Regions from separate parts of the Mus musculus genome. Here all the other regions are linked to region 1. A link is a contact called in public promoter capture Hi-C data. All regions are on one chromosome and are shown on one strand. Each heading gives the region's core, a stretch centred on a gene start, on an enhancer-like site or on the middle of the called end of the contact. The rest is flanking DNA. Distances are from core to core; before and after follow the strand shown.

Region 1 (2,721 bases), core at 133-2,632:
TATGTGGGAGTAGGGCATATTAAGGAAATACTTAGGTTAGACCAATAGCTTTCCATTTTGGTTAGAATCAATAAAAAATGCATATTTTGAAAATATATCTAATAGTATTCTCACAGTGCTCTGACACAGTTTATTTTTATTTCATTATTATTTTTTAAGATAAAGTTTCAACTCTAGCTCTAACTGTGCAGAAACTCACTAGACCAGGCTGACCTTGTACCCTTAGAAATCCATTTGCCTCTCAAGTACTGGGATTGAAGGTGTTTACTAATGCCTGCCCCCCTTCTGATGCCTTCCTCTGGTCTCTGAAGGCTCTAGACACATATATACAGTACATAATATAAACACCCAGGCCAAACACTCATAAATATAAAATCGTTAAAAAAAAAAGAGTTTTAACATAGGGGGAAAAAAACGTAAGTTCTAGTGTGGTGGAAGCAAATAGGAGTTAAGGCAAGATGTGTGTGTGTGTGTGTGTGTTTCTTTATAAAAAGAAACAGTAGGATTTTTTTTAAAATGATAAGTAATGTTAATATTATAGGAGCAGCCTATGGCCATTTAGTCTTTTGAGGGAAATCTTAAGTACTTGACTTTTCAGCTCTGTGTTTTAGGCCAGATTATCCCATCAGATATGACCATAATAACTACACCTTGACAGTAGAGCCATAAAATAAAGCAAGCAGTTTCACAGTGACTGAGCTGATACCTGCAGAGCTAAAGGTTCTATCCTAGGTCCCTCAGTTAGAAGACGGTGAGTCTGCTTTACTGAAAGCCAGGCAGTGATTCAGGCAGGTACTTTGCTGACTTCCTGGAGCACGAGCGTGGCTACTTTTTGGCATCATGCCATTTTTCTTCTGCTGGTGCCCTTGATACTTCCTGTTATTAACATTGAGGAATGTTGAAGATTTTAAGATGATGTATATAAATGAATACTAAATTTAGAATTATTCACATCTATTTTTCCCTTGAATATACAGACTACCGTTAATAAGTGTTGCTCTGGTTCAAGGCTGGGCAATGGGTGGAGGAGCAGAACTTACTACAGCATGTGATTTCAGGTAAGATAAAAATTACATTGCTATAGGCATAAAAATAATTAGCACATGCTTGGATTTAGTTTTACCATTTCAATATTTCATATATTCTTAAATAAGATAATCAATTAATGAATGTTTTCTTTTTACTAGTCATTAAAGTAGATAATAGTACAGCTGCTATTACTCAATTATAATGAATTTCTTTTAAAAAGCAGCAGAACACAGTGACTATTCATAAATTAAATCCATATGATCCTAAGAAGGAAAGTCATGGAAGTCATACAAAGGAAACTCTAAACCCAAGAGAATTATTCAGAAGTTAGCAGCTGAAAGACGCAAGAAGAAAAGCCACTGGACACGAAGAGCGTGGTGCTGCGGTTCTCATCAAGAGGGTTCTGAGAGCCATGTTTTCACTGTCTGGGGTTCATAGCCACTTAACACATGGAGAACAGGGTTGCCAGGAACTCTGGGAGCTGATTGTTTTTCCTTAAAATTCTCAGCATTTCATAGCTGTGTGAGTACAGAAGCCGTAACATCTGATGCTTTATACAGGCTTCTTTGTGCTGTCCCAAAGACTGTAGGAACAACTCTGAGGAAACCTCTGTATTCTTTCATATGCTTGTCCTGAGGTCTGTAAACACGGGGGAAGACAGCATCACATTGAACTGTTCCATGTAGACAGCTTTGAGAAGTCCTCAGAGCTTGAAATCATAGCAAAGAATTGTGTTTTCAAGGAAGTTAGATGTTTGATTTTTAAGGATCCTTTTCCAGTTCAAAAAATGTTCTGTATTATAAGGAGCTAAACTGGTAGGACAACAAAGAGCCTGAGCCTGGCACCAGATATACTGTCCTCACCTCTGTCTGCTGCTTCTACCTGTCTGACGTGTGTGTGTGTGTGTGTGTGTGTGTGTGTGTGTGTGTGTGTGTGTGTGTGTGTACTGTATTGGTGACCTTTCCACCCATGCCCCAGTTCCCAAATAACTCAAAAGACTTATTATTATTAATTAAATGCCTAGGCCATAGCTAAGCCTGTTCTCAGAAGCTTATAACTTGCATTTATCCATCTGTATCATTCTCTGTCTGCCACATGGCTAGTTACCTCTCCTCAGCTTTATTTGTACAGCTTCCTCTGAGTCTAGGCAGGGAAGCTCCATGCTTTGCTCTTTCCCAGAGTTCCTCTTTCTGCTGGATGTACCACCTTCCTATCCTGCCTTATAAGTCATAGGCTTTTTATTTTAGCAAGTCAGAAGGTGCTGTAGGCAGGCAAGGAAGGACACAGACACATTCACACAGTGTACAAAAGCATCACTTCAACATAATACTTACCCTTAATGTACACAAAATATTAAAGTGGTCTTAAAGTTACTTTATTTTACCACTATAGTTTTTAGTAGAAAAGTCAATAAATAATTATCTGTCGTTCTTTAAGACTACTTTTTTTGTTTGACATTCTTTCACTAATAATCTTGATTTCATTTTACGTTTTTCAAAGTACTTTATTTTTATGTCCTTAAAGTACTTTATAGCAATACAGTTTATATATTAAATAACTGTTATACAATAATTTGATAAAATCTTAAACAGAACACAATTTCAGATCCTAAAATCCTCCCCACAGAATACATTTTTCAAAAATCACTTTTTTAAAGGATTTGTTTTATCTTGTTTTTTTTTTTTTGTATGA
Region 2 (2,721 bases), core at 108-2,607, 2.0 Mb after region 1:
CACCTGATTCAAACACTCTGATTAGAGTGACTAACAGTATGATTTATAGGGAGAAAGCAGATAGGGACTATATATAAAACCAGGAATAGGGCTTTCTACACCTAGGACCTTAGCATAGCAAGGCAGCCTGGTGGTGCTGGCATTTGAAGCTTGTGCTTTATAGATAACACAAACCACTCACCTACTTCAGTGCTGGAGAGCACTTGGGACCTCATGCACAGCTACACTACACTGCCAACTTTTCATTTCTTCTGTAGAGCTGACTTTAGAATCCTGGATGCTGCTCATGGATGCTACTTCAGTGCTGGAGAGCACTTGGGACCTCATGCACAGCTACACTATACTGCCAACTTTTCATTTCTTCTGTAGAGCTGACTTTAGAATCCTGGATGCTGCTCATGGATGCTGCCTCAGGGTTCTGTAGAATCTACTGAGCAACATTCTATACCAACATTATGCTATGATGACTATACATTTTCTAGTATAGTTCCCGGTATAGTATTCGGGCTCATATGGAAGAGGTGGTAGGTATATCAAGTAGTGAGAAACGAGAACAGACAATGGTTCATTAGAACCATCACCTTTTAGGGCCCTGTAAATAAATAAACCTACTTTGTTACAAATAAAATTGGAATTCCTTTTTATTTCTCTTTCTTCTTGAATCTTATTCATATCCTCGACTCCCTCTGCTTGAATTTGTCCATATCCATTAACTGCATTTAAAAGTTTGTACCATCAAATTGTCAATGGAAACTAGTCAGGTAGTCCTGGAAGATCCTGATCAGTTTCCTGGCAGAATGGATGCTTGTGGTTTCACCATGGGCTTCCTCTTACTAGCCCATTTCCTGCTTCCTCCAAAGTTTCCTGGTATGTCTGCCAAGCATTGCCTCCCTTCACAGGCTTGCCCAGTGCCTTTGTTAAACTGGTTAAGCGAAGCTTCTTATAGCTAGCTCTTCCTGCCAATCAGACACTGGGCTTCTAAGAAGCAAGGTTTGCAGGCATTATCCAGCTTCATCCTCCTTAGGCCTTTCTGCCCTTAGCGTCAAGCTGCGATTCCTGTGAAAGTTGATGGTTACTTGGGCAGAGACCATCCAAAGTCTGAGCACAGACCTTAGTACAGAGAAAGTGCTCTACCAAAGGAGGAAGTGGGGCTGTGAGGAGGAGCCAAAGGGTGGGGAGGAGCTGAAGGAGGGCGGGGAGGAGCTGAAGGAGGGCGGGGAGGAGCTGAAGGAGGGCGGGGAGGAGCTGAAGAAGGGCGGGGAGGAGCTGAAGGAGGGCGGGGAGGAGCTGAAGGAGGGCGGGGAGGAGCTGAAGGGGAATGGGGAGGGGCTTGAGGTTGACACCGCCCAGCTCTTATGCACTTCAGCATGGCTTTGGCCTCGTCCGGCTCTGGAGCCGGGCTGTTGCGTTTTCTGCGTCTAGTTGGGCAGCTCAAGGTGAGCGGGTGGGATCGGCTTGGCCGGGAGGCGGTGCGGCCCAGCTCAGGCACCGACCTCACGCAACCTCCCTCGCTCAGCCCGGCGTTGCTGGCGGGTACGCAGCCGAGGCTGGACCGGGGACTCGTGCACGCTCCATGCCCAGCGCGGCCACAACCCAGGCCATGGCGATGCTGCGGAGCGGCAGCGGAAGGCAGGAGCCGAAACCCCTGCACGTAGGCTGTGGAAACCTTCCTCTATCACCGTGACTTCCGGAACTGTTGGTTTCAGTAAATCGGTTTCAGCGTGCACCAGCCCTTGCTTGGCAGAGCTTGTGCAGAGCCCCCTTTGTTCCAAGATGAGCTGTTCTGTAACACTGCGACTATTTGTGAAATTCGTTAGATGCATAGAACTCCCAGAGAAAATGCAGACTTACACAGGTTGAGAAGTAGTGAAAGGCTTGACTGCCATGGAAACTCCTCCAAGCCATCTGAGTTAGAATTGGAGAGTCTGTCACATGTTGCATGTACAAAATATTCTATTATTGTATGAAATGAGTTTTTGGACGGCACAAACCTACTACTCTCATAGTTAGGAATAATACTGGGGCTTTGCTTTGCATTTTTCCTAACTACACCACAGATGAACAGCACAGGCTGGCAGCCTGGAACTTGGGTCTTCACCTGTTGAGTTCTTAGATTCCAGGCGTGTACCACCAGGCGTACCACCAGTTTTGCTTTTATGTCTAAAAACTTTTTGTGTATTATCCCATAGTTATACTTCACTAGCACAGAGTAAAGACTATTGGACTTTTGTATACTTTTGAACATTTTTGTATATTTGTGAATTGTCCACTCACTAGTGAGATTTCAGATTTTTATCGATATGATTAGTTTAAATGAAACATTTTTAAAAAAATAGGTTTGAAACCACGACTCAGCTGACATGTGGCTCTGTGGCCATTCTCTGGCATTTTCTTGAAGAGCACCTGTCATTTTTTGTTGTTGTTCCCAGGGATAGTGTTTTGTTTAATTCCTTATCTTATTTATTAGAGAGTTCCACGGACTGGCTGGGTATACAGAAATGTCGAAAAGCCAGAAAGCGTGTCAGATCACATGTACCGGATGGCAGTTATGGCCATGGTGACCAGAGATGACCGTCTTAACAAGGATAGGTAAGTTATTTGAACATTGATGCTTATGAAGGTTTCTGGACTCTGTGTGAGGATGACTTCAGTTGTAAACTATAGTAAGTTTTCTGTTACATTCTGCGTTGGTCTCAGGGGAAACAAGTGAGAAGTTAGGGC
Region 3 (2,721 bases), core at 67-2,566, 1.5 Mb after region 1:
AACCTTATTGCTTAACGTAAAATCCAAAACGGCAGCCTGAGAGGAAACAATTTTATTAAAAGCCCTAATGTATTACTTTTATTTCAAGAACAGGAAAAAAAGACTCAACCAGATTCTCAGAAAAGCAAGGGTCAGCTCAGAGTTGAAGGCGAGGCCGGAGACAAGACTGCCTCTGCTGGCGCATCTTTCAGAGTCTCAACTCCCGACACCTGTATCAAACTTGCAGCTCTCAAACCCATTGGCTCCAGTCAGCTTTATCCTACGAGAACACGCCAGCCTCATCCATCACCTACCTAGGTAATCTGATTTCTAGAAAGACTTTCCTTAAACTGACACCCAAAATGTTAAAGTGTTTGCACCACTGACTTTATATACCACTCGGCTAGCTGTAAATTACACAAAAATTCATAACCACCCCTAAATACCTCTAAAACAACAACCGTGGTCGTCTACATTTTAGCAAAAAGAACAGGAAGAACGCATTTGCTGATCCTGTTTTTTAAAAATGCAATGACACAATCTACTTGAGCTCGAGAAAAAGGCAACGGTCTCCTTTCAAAGAAGCTCCGCGCCAACCTATCCTTCCAAGCTCTCCCAGCCCCCAACCGAGGGTCCCCTGATTGTTAGCGAGGAGGGTCCAGTGGCCCTGCGCCCCGGCTCGGCCTCGAACGTTCCAAGCAGAGCGTTTCGGGTCCCCCGGGGGCTGCGCCCAGCGCCATTAGTACACCTCGGCAGCCCAGGAGGGAGGCTCCGGTTCTTCCTGGCCGCAGCATCAGCAGCCGGTAGCCTTCAAGGCCTGGCCCCGCCTCGGCGACCTACCTACTGGGCGGGGGCGCGGGCTCCGCGGGTCTGGGCGAAGTGGTTCGGGAGCACGCATTTCTGGGAGCCGTGGCCTCTGCCGCTGGGCGCTGGGAAGCGCATCCTCCGGGGTGGGAGGAGGGGGAGGGCCGGGGAGGGGATCGCCCGCCGAGGAGGAGCTAAGGGAGGCGTCAGGCGCTGCGGGGTGCGCTCCTGAAGGGCTCCGGAGTGCCGATCTGGCCCGAGCAGCCGCCGCCGGGGTGCTCGAGGCCTCGCCCAGGTACCTGCAGCAGCACCCACGGTCAGGGCGCCGGGCGCGAGCTGGGCGGAAGGCGGGGAGCTGCGGTGGCGCGACGCCAGCCCGGCGCCCGCCTCTAGCTCCGCCCGACCCGGGGCGCGCGCTGCACTCGTCTGCTGCGGCTGGGACCCGGGAGCTCAGCCGACCGCCTTAGCGATGCGGGCTGCAGCTGCGACATCTTGCCTGCCCCGTGCGACCTCGGAGCCGCAGGCTGGACAGCCTCGAGGTGGCTCGGGCCCCCGAACCCTGGGCCCAGCGGCTCCGCCCCGGAGAGCTGCGCGCGCGGCCTCCGCAGGCCCCGGCCATTTGTGACGCTGTGATGGTCAGGCAGTCAGTGAACCGAGTACGGTCTGCTTACCTGGCCCCTAATCTTATCCCTTTTAGCTGGCTCCTGTCTGGATCTTGGAGGGAAGTTAGCGCTTATGGGCACATGTGGAGTTAGAGCCCTTGCTGGAGCCTTAAAGTCCTTTTACTTCACCTTCCAGCTCTAGGACTAGGGGCAACCATAAATTCATCCTCTGTCATTTCCAGCATTGCCTTTGGCAAAGAGGCCCACTGTCTTCTTCTGTCCCCGGTACAACATCCTATAAGCTGCCCAATTGTAAACCTTATAGCCAAGGCAATGCGATGTAGCAACGGGCAGTTCAGCTGGCTCTTGGCTGGGGCTGGAGAGCAGCTGAGTGGGAAGGTTTTTTTGTTTTTTCTTTTTTTTTTTGTATGAGCCCAGGGCCCTGTTTCTGTGAGCTTCCAACCTGTATTGGACGCTGTTCCCTTTACAGTCCAGTGGCTATAACTGCAAGATGACTCGGAGGATCTGATCGTGAAGATCACTCTTAAATACAGGAAGAAAAAAGTGTGTGTGTGACAGGTGTGTCCTAAGCCATCAACACACACAGTACATAGAGGCTTCCCCAGGTTGCTGCTGCTTCTTGGTACTGCCAGTCTCTCTGGAGGGTGGAGCAAAGCCCTTAGCAGCCATGACTCTGAGATTTCAGCAGCAGATGATGTTACATGGTCATGCAAATATGGAATCACTTCCTGGTTTTGCACTGACCATCTGTAAATTCTGACATCGGGTTTGCATGTTTATGCTTTGAGTAGGAGACACTTCTTTCTGTGTTCTTTACACCCCTTTTGGTATCAACCTTGAGTGCAGGCTCTGCTGCAGGTACTGTTCCCACCCTTTAACTCGGTCAGCACCCTTTTGTGCCTATGAACCCAAGGTTCTGACGAGAAATAAAATAGGCCTTGATTTCTTTTCTCTTAGGCAAAAGTATAACTGAGTATGTGTTCAAAGTGGTGACTTGCTGATAGAGTGTTCCCCAAGTTTTCCAATGCAATGCCAAACAATGACACTGTCTTCATTATCTCCCCTGGAAGTACATGATGGATCACATGCTAAGGATAGTTTGTCACTAAAGTGAAAGTCTGAATAGAATGGGGAGTTGTACTCAAATGGTTGGGATTGGGGGTGCTTCTAATTTAAAGATTCTTTGGTCATTCTTTTTTGTGACTGAGTATTGACTGATTCTTCTGAGTATTGACTGATTCATCTGAGTCTTGTCTTCACACAGAAATCGGAATTAGCATCGTCTACATCCCTCTTATCCAGAATAGTACCCATC

The links. Promoter capture Hi-C pulls out the DNA fragments that hold promoters and counts their contacts.
Region 2: a contact with region 1 is called in a promoter capture Hi-C map of pre-B cells. The contact joins the promoter of Hddc2 here to the enhancer-like site in region 1. A contact is called at or near these places in 10 of 39 promoter capture datasets (the 3T3-L1 cell line, the C10 cell line, HPC-7-derived erythroid cells and 7 more) and 1 of 484 Hi-C or Micro-C datasets (B cells).
Region 3: a contact with region 1 is called in a promoter capture Hi-C map of cranial neural crest. The contact joins the promoter of Ncoa7 here to the enhancer-like site in region 1. A contact is called at or near these places in 5 of 39 promoter capture datasets (3T3-L1-derived adipocytes, cranial neural crest, hippocampal neurons and 2 more) and 3 of 115 datasets of contacts at active chromatin or transcription factors (the SCID.adh cell line, astrocytes and embryonic forebrain).

The regions. Positions count from the first base shown.
Region 1 is chr10:29,333,214-29,335,934 of GRCm38.p6, forward strand. Echdc1 (enoyl Coenzyme A hydratase domain containing 1) reads left to right here. Exons shown (of 6, transcript NM_025855.4): 5 at 978-1,058. Among named protein-coding and RNA genes, the nearest start is that of Gm25596, 15 kb to the right of the region's middle. Within about 2 kb of position 1,383, at least 16 of the 459 cell types and tissues checked have an H3K27ac peak or open chromatin away from gene starts, as enhancers often do.
Region 2 is chr10:31,312,048-31,314,768 of GRCm38.p6, forward strand. Hddc2 (HD domain containing 2) reads left to right here and starts at 1,358. Exons shown (of 6, transcript NM_027168.2): 1 at 1,358-1,436; 2 at 2,468-2,589. The coding sequence starts at 1,368.
Region 3 is chr10:30,802,010-30,804,730 of GRCm38.p6, forward strand. It overlaps Ncoa7 (nuclear receptor coactivator 7), which reads right to left and starts at 1,317. Exons shown (of 16, transcript NM_172495.6): 1 at 820-1,317.